Linked DNA regions of Mus musculus: region 1 is linked to region 2. The links are chromatin contacts, called in public HiChIP or PLAC-seq maps. All regions are on one chromosome and are shown on one strand. Each heading gives the region's core, a stretch centred on a gene start, on an enhancer-like site or on the middle of the called end of the contact. The rest is flanking DNA. Distances are from core to core; before and after follow the strand shown.

Region 1 (3,761 bases), core at 307-2,806, 130 kb before region 2:
ATTTCCACAGCCATATGCACTTTGTTGGACAGATGACATCACCTGTTAAAGCCTGCCATTGGCAAATGTGTAGAGCTCTGACCCTGCCCAGGAGGTCCATTTGTGACCTCTGGCCCCTATGACCTCTGACCCCACAGCGGGTCTCAAGTACAACTACAGTACTTAGTACTCAAGAAAGACCTCCAAGGGGAAATCACTGTGGGGCAGGACACAGGTGACATTCCCAGCAGAGAATGAACCTATGCCAGGGCCTCCCTGGCCCATGTTCCCCTGCAGCCCCTGCCCTCTGCTGCTCTCCCCAGATCACAGTAACCAGCCATACACTCAGGCCAGGGGACAGGGCCACTCACTACTGCTGGGACACCTTACTTGGAGGACTCTTACTTGGATGCAATAGGGTTCTGTGAGACTCACAGTGAGATGTAAAAATCTCCTTGATGTTTTCATGTTTAGCTGTTTGGATCAGAACTACTTTCATCAGGAAGATGGGTGAGCCTGCCCTAGAACACAAGCAAGCCCTCATAGTGTATAACCGTTCATTTACAAACTCTCTGAGCAAGATAAAGACAGATGCTTTCAGCATGCTTGCCTGTTTTAATATGCTGTGTGGGCTTGGTGGGATGACGGAGAAGCGGACATCTCACCTGCGAATCTGCAGCGTTGATGGAGGAGGTGAACAACAATAAAACCAAACTCAGAGAAGGACAAGTGTCCTGGGGGTGAAGGGTGAGGATGCTGGAACACCACTTTGCTTGGGGACCTCGTTCTACAAACCAGAAATCTCTCCTGGGCCTGGTAGATGGAAGAATCAAGGTAGTACCTTAGAGATCTGGGCAGAGAAGACAACCTCAAAAGGAAGGGATGGGCAGAGTCTAAAGGAATTTTAGAAGTCTAGTCCAGAGCAGGACAGAAGGAAACAGGAGGCTGGGGAGGTGTCCCAGCAGTAGTGAGTGGCCCTGTCCCCTGGCCTGAGTGTACGGCTGGTTACTGTGATCAGGGGAGAGCAGCAGAGGGCAGGGGCTGCAGGGGACCATGGGCCAGGGAGGCCCTGGCATAGGTTCATTCTCTGCTGGGAATGTCACCTGTGTCCTGCCCCACAGTGATTTCCCCTTGGAGGTCTTTCTAACTCTAGCTACTTGGGGGGTGGGGGAGGGAGAGGGAGAGAGGGAAGGAGAGAGAGAGAGACAGACAGATTCAGAGACACAGAAAGAGATACACACAGAAATTGTGCCAGAGAGAGAGAGACACACAGAGAGATACAGAGAGAGAGAGCGCACACAGCAGTCTTTCCCTGCTTGCACTAGCATGCAGGGTAGGGTAAGGCGAGTCTTCTAGCTTCCTCTCGATTCTGTAACCTCCCGAGTTGCTATGGAGGGAGGACCAGGAAGACTGGAAGACCAGTCTACAAGGTGCCAAAGGAAAGGAAAGACAAACCCTCTGAACACAGCTAGTCACCACCTTGTAAAGTGACAGAGAACAGGGCCCCAAGGGACTGTTCTATGCTCTGTAACATTTGGGTATTTATGGGAGGCAGTGTCATTTACAAAGGGACACAAACAGGTCAGCAGTAGTGACCTCTGTCTCCCCTTCCTCCATCCACCCAGTGTCGTTATGGTAACCAAGTGCATTGATGCTGCTTCCTGTTGGGTTTTCTCGGTCACCTGAGAAGCAGGGTAGGGAATGGAGCTTTTGCTTTGTGCTCGTTACATGCTGGGAAAATGTGTAGTCAGGTCCCTGCAGAGGTTCCCAAAATTTGGAGAAACCCGAAGGTGGTGAGATCACCTTTGAAAGCACTCTGCAGCTGGGCACATTGGCTCATACCTGTAGTCTTATCACTGAGGCAGGGGAATTGCTATGAGTTCAAGGACAGCTCGGGATAGAGAGTGAGACTTGTTTCAAACAAAAACAAACAAACGAACAAAAATAAACAGAGAAACAAACCAGTCAGTTAACCAACAAACCAACCAAGATCCCAAGACTTTTAGCTCCTTGGAAGGAGACCTGGGCTGGGGAAGTCAGAGAAGAACCCTGGGAAGGGGCGGGGAGATGTCAGGAGAAGCAGACTCTGATTCCAGTTTCAGCAAGTTTGTCATGCATTTTGACAACAGTGTAAAAGGAAAGGCTTTTGGGTGAGGGTCATTGGGGGAAGGAGAGAGAGAGAGAGACAGAGAGAGACAGAGACAGAGAGAGACACAGAGAGAGAACTCCATAAAAGGGCGACACACTCTCTTACACTTGCTAGAACTCTGCCTCTGAGCTTCCTAGCTGCTAAAGCAAAGAGAGAAATAAGCCACACCTCCTGCAGCATACAGTGTCTTCCAGAAGAAAATCTAGAGTCACATTGTTGCCCAAAAGTCCATTATAAAAATCTTACTTTACTGAACACTATTTCCCGGGGGCAGGCCAGGGCTGCATGTGGTGAGGATAGGGGATAGGAGGTTGTGAAAGTTGAGGAATCAGGGATGGGGGTAGCGGGGGCTAGGCGACTTGGGAAGATGGGGGCTAGACTAGGACCCAGGTTTGTAGAGTGACTATAGCAGCTCTCTATCCCAAGCTCTCCTAGCAATTCCTCTGCCTCAGTGATAAGACTACAGGTATGAGCCAATGTGCCCATCTGCAGAGTGCTTTCAAAGGTGACTTCAAAGGTGATTTTGTGAACCTCTCCAGGGACCTGATTACACATGGTTGAAGGAAGACAACCATGCCGTAGTCCAACAGAGGACAGGAATCACGAAGTCGGGTTCAAACCAATGTCACTACTAGAACTGGAGATGGCATTCCTGAGTCTGGTTGGTGGTGGCGGGACAGACTCAGGATTCAAGGATAGCAGAGACCTCTTGGAAAAAGTGAAGAGGTTCTGGAAAGAGAATTAGGTAGGATCAGAGAAAAAAATGGCCCCCAGGCTCCCCGACTGGGGTGACTACTGCTTTCTCAGGGTAGGACCTGGAATTTGAAAGTGGCTGCGTCACTCAAGGATTGGAGACCAAGGCTTTACCTTGTTGAATATTGCTGTTGGTATATGAAGCAACCCCACAGCCTAGCACAAGCTTAGGAAATGAATGTTTGGTTCCCAGTCATTGAGAATTGAGAAGCAATTGGCTCCAAAGGGCTCTGATCTAATCAGTGGACTCCACTGATTGAACCATAATACAATGGTGTGACTGGGAGGTGGCAGGAAGGTTCTCATGTAGGGCCTAGCTGGAGAAAGACTATTTATTATCTCTGGTCCATGAGACAACCTGCCTCACTATGCATGAGCGGAGAAGCCACAAAGCCACGGGACCAAGTAACCATGACCGAAGCGTCTAAACTCTGAGACAGAAGGGAGCCTTCTCCCCCTAACTGTTTTTCTCAAGTACTCTGTCACAGTGATAGAAGTGAACCCCTCAGGAGGTGCTGCCCAGAGTTCCCACTAAGATCCACCCTCTACTACACATTTGTTAGGACTGAGAGCAGTCTCCAGCACATTTGAAGGGCTCTTTGTGTCGCTGCCAGCTTTAGTTGTCAGCTTGGCACATCTGGGAGTTGCCTCCATTGGATTGGCCTGTGGGCACATCTGTGGGCCGTTTTCATGGTTAGTGATTGACATGGGAGAGCCCAGCCCACTGCGAGTGGTACTGACACCTGGGCAGGTGGGCTTGGGCTGTAGAAGAAAGCAGGCTGAGCGAGGAAAGGGAAGAGCAAGCAAGAGAGCAGCAATCCCCTATCTCTGCTTCAGTTCCTGCCTCCGGGTCCTTGCTGAGAATGACAGACAGTGACTG
Region 2 (3,668 bases), core at 785-3,284:
TCCCAGCTAAATTGCTTTACTGGGGGCCTATTAAAATAGGGTTGCTGGATTCTGGGTAATGTATATTGTCTTGATTGTTATGTTTGTGTCTTTATATTGGGATCTAGGCATTGATGTTATGTTTGTGGTGTTTCTTGACATAGATATTTTGTATTACCTTTGTTGGGTGGGTGTTCTGTTATTTTGTTGCTGTTTTCCAATCTGGGTCCCAGCCATGTGTGGTGGCTTTAGGTTTCCTTGTAGAGTCGGGTTCTTTGGGCTGGTGGACAGTCACAAAAAAAGGAAGAATGGCTGATGGAGCAGGGGTTGGGTGAATGTGCCCACCTCTCTGCCATGGATGTGTTGTTTACCCATGAAAAGGCTTAACTTTCTCACTTGGAGGACAGGGAACTCCCAAATGCTCCTTAAACATGGTGTTGATTGGACAGGATCATGGAAGAGCCAATGTTTGCCATTCCCGATTCACTAATTCCTGAAACCAGGGAAGATCTGTAAGAGGCTCTCTCTTGCTGTTGGGCAGTACCTCCTGGAATATCCACCAGCATTGCTGCCTTCTATCTATGAAATGCTAGTCGCACCCAGACTTAGTCCAGGATACTCTAGGCTCAGAACTGTCCCTAGGTGAACACCACAGCTCTGAAAGCAAGCAGGACACAGCTCTCTAACTCATTGGAGAGCTGCCAGCTTGGAAATGAGGCCATAGAGAACCTCTCTTGGAAGGGAAGGGTTAATTCATGTCCGAGGGCCTTGGGTTAGTGCTCTTAAGAATGTGGCTAGAACCACGGTTCGGTGGGTAGAGCGCTATGCCACAGAGAATAAGGACATGATTTCAGAGTTCACAAGTGGAATGAATCAGTGGATATAGGATGTGCAAGTGAAGGAGCCTTCTTTCCTTGGTGTTTGGCTGTTGTAGGTTCACCTGGGTGTTTGTTAACGTGGACCCTAGAGTGATGGCCCCCTAACTACAAGTTTCCAGGGAACGTATCAGAGTTAGCAACTCCTCTCTCTCTTACTTTAGTATAGCCCTGCCCTAGCTCAGCATAGCTCATGTCTCAGTTAGTGCTGAACCGAGTGCCACTAAACGTTAAGCTCCTTGCTATGGCAGGATGGGTAATGGTAAGAGGAGACAATTCCTCCCTGGGGTGCCTGGAAAACGTCGAAGTCTGCTCTGGGTCTCTGAAGCTGGTCTAGTCTGTGCTTACATATGATGGCCTAAGTTGGCCTTACCTCCATTCATTGTTCCCAGTCCTGTCCCCCTGATGGTCTACAGAGAGGCAGGGCCAATCTGGATGTCTAGATTGATAGATGAGAACATGGTGGTCTAGGGAGCCAGTGACTTTCCAAGTGACTCTGGGCATTCTTTTTTTGTGGCAATGAATTCTCTGTCTAAAATGGTTCTAAGACACAGGACCAGAGACTCGTGCAGGAGAGAGTGTGGGGCCATGTCCTGAGTGACAGCCAGGTGACAATCATTTCTAAGACCACATTCTGCTCCTTCCTCAGGGTGCCACCAGCCTGTTTCAGGTCCTCCCTGTATCTTCTCTCCTCCTTTGGAACCTGGTCTCCAGTCTTGCTCTGAAGTGAACTTGCTCTATAAGTTCTAACAAGAACTATTATGCTCAAACTTCTTGTGGCTTTAGGAGATACAAATCTGTGGTAACGCTTCAAATTAAGTGTCGTGAATGAATAATTACTTTCTGAATCAGAGGCGTTCCATTGAATGGGGATCATTATTGTGTGTTAATTAAAATCCCACTGATTATTAAAATTATATTTTGGGGTTTTAATAACTCTATAAGGGACATGCAGATAAAGCTGAGAGATAGGCATTGGTATGGGCTCTTGTTAAACCTCAATAAATACTGGTGTTAATTCAAACATGTACTCATTGATTCATGAAACTAAGATGGGATTTTTACTTGAAACAGACATGGATGTTGTAATCGGCCCGTGTTTCTTTGGAGTCTGAATGCAGAGATTTTTTGATCTGTGTAAAGTCTGAGCTTGGGGCGAACTTCCTCAGGGTGCTGTGTGGTGGGGGAGAGCTGAAGAGCGTGGTTTGGATGACTCAGTAGGCTTCTGCCCAATACCTTCTGGGCTTTTCCAAAGACAAGAAAGCCGGAGTTTGGAATCCTCTCAGAATCTGATTAGCATTGGATCGGAGAGCCTGCGCTCACATGGGCAGGAATTCCAGGCCCTTTATTACTCTCTGTAGGCCTTACCTTTGAGAACATCCTATCTTCCTGTTGCTCTGAGTCTGACTGGGTATGTCTAGACCATGTTGAGTAATCTGTTCCTACAGAGTCTCCATTCTGCTGATGGCATGGATGGTTTAACCCCCTAGGCTGCCTTCATCTTCCCTTGCTCCAGTGGCCAGTGGAGGTGGCATCTAGACACTGGCATTGCTTAACACAGAAACAGTTGTATAGCTCGTCTAGCCTGCCCTTCCCCAAGTGATGTCCAGGTGGTCCCAACTTCTTGCTTCTGGAAGTTGAGCCATCTGAAACTTCTCAGAATCTTAGAAATGATTTTTCTAAGGATGGAGTGGTGTCCTGGGAACTGGATGGAGAAGCAGCATCACCCAGCTGGGCAGAGCCAAGCCAGTGCCAAGGGCTTTTTTTTTCTGTTTGAGAAGTTCATGCATTCATGTTTTGATCAGCTCCACTCCTCTTTTGTTTCTCCTCATTTCCTCCTCTCTCTCCGACTCTGCTTCTCTTTCCCAATCTCCTGTGCTTAGATTTTGAAAACCCCACTGAGTCTACTTCATGTTTCCTGTATGTGTGTGGGTGTGGATCCGTACGCAGGATAGTGGGCAGACATCCATGGGCACAAGTCTCTCAAGGGCCTCTGTTCTAATCATCAATAAAACCTTCTCTGATGGGTCAATAGTGCCCCATATTCTGTGTGGAGGGTATGGCCTTGGGGACTGGTAGAGCTGGAGACATCAGACTTAGGACCAGAAGTGATAGATGATGTTCAGGTGGGGGTTGGGGGCTGGATGTGAGCTGGGATATGTGTTGGGAAGAAGACCTTGGTGGGTGGTCTAGGCTGGAGAAAGGCTGGTTAGGACCCTTGATGACTAGTGTTTGTTATCAGTGTAACCAACAGTAGAGTCATCTGGTAGTCAGGCCTTTGGTCATGGCTATGGAGGTGATCTCGACTGTGTTGTGCTGAGAAGACCTGCCCACTGTGGGTGGCACCATTCCCTAGGTGGAATCTTGGGCTGTGTAAGTAGAGAGGGAATTGGATAGCAGTGGACTCACCGCCCTCTGCTTCATGATTTTGGATGCCACACGACTAGTTGCTTCAGGATCTTCCTACCACACAGCCTGACTCATATCCCACTTCCCATGATGCACATGAGCTGTGGCGTCACAGACCATCTGCCCTTAAAGAAGCAATCTGGGAGTCTGAGGCACACACTCACAGGGCTAGCTTGCCATCAGAGTCTGAAGACAGGCCTTTGTTGGAAAGATACATGTCTCCATGCTTCTCCGGATGTGGTTCCGCTCTGAGTCTTTCAGATTGGTGGTTTCAGTTGTCCCCTGCCTGGCTTCCTGTCAGGAACACCCACCATCCTACCCTGTCAGTTTGGAATGCAGCTCTTGGGGCCTTCTCCTCCTCCCTGTCAGTTTGAAGCCAACCCCAAGGGATGGTGCCACTCACAT

What was found. HiChIP or PLAC-seq counts read pairs in DNA pulled down with a chosen protein or histone mark.
Region 1: a contact with region 2 is called in an H3K4me3 HiChIP or PLAC-seq map of the SCID.adh cell line, with 12 read pairs. The contact joins two enhancer-like sites. A contact is called at or near these places in 2 of 115 datasets of contacts at active chromatin or transcription factors (the SCID.adh cell line and double positive thymocytes).

What each region holds. Positions count from the first base shown.
Region 1 is chr12:107,892,891-107,896,651 of GRCm38.p6, reverse strand. No RefSeq gene overlaps it. Among named protein-coding and RNA genes, the nearest start is that of Gm33341, 70 kb to the right of the region's middle. Within about 2 kb of position 1,556, at least 2 of the 459 cell types and tissues checked have an H3K27ac peak or open chromatin away from gene starts, as enhancers often do. A contact at or near this core is called in the SCID.adh cell line, where this site is marked.
Region 2 is chr12:107,762,742-107,766,409 of GRCm38.p6, reverse strand. No RefSeq gene overlaps it. Among named protein-coding and RNA genes, the nearest start is that of 4930465M20Rik, 29 kb to the right of the region's middle. Within about 2 kb of position 2,034, at least 7 of the 459 cell types and tissues checked have an H3K27ac peak or open chromatin away from gene starts, as enhancers often do. A contact at or near this core is called in the SCID.adh cell line, where this site is marked.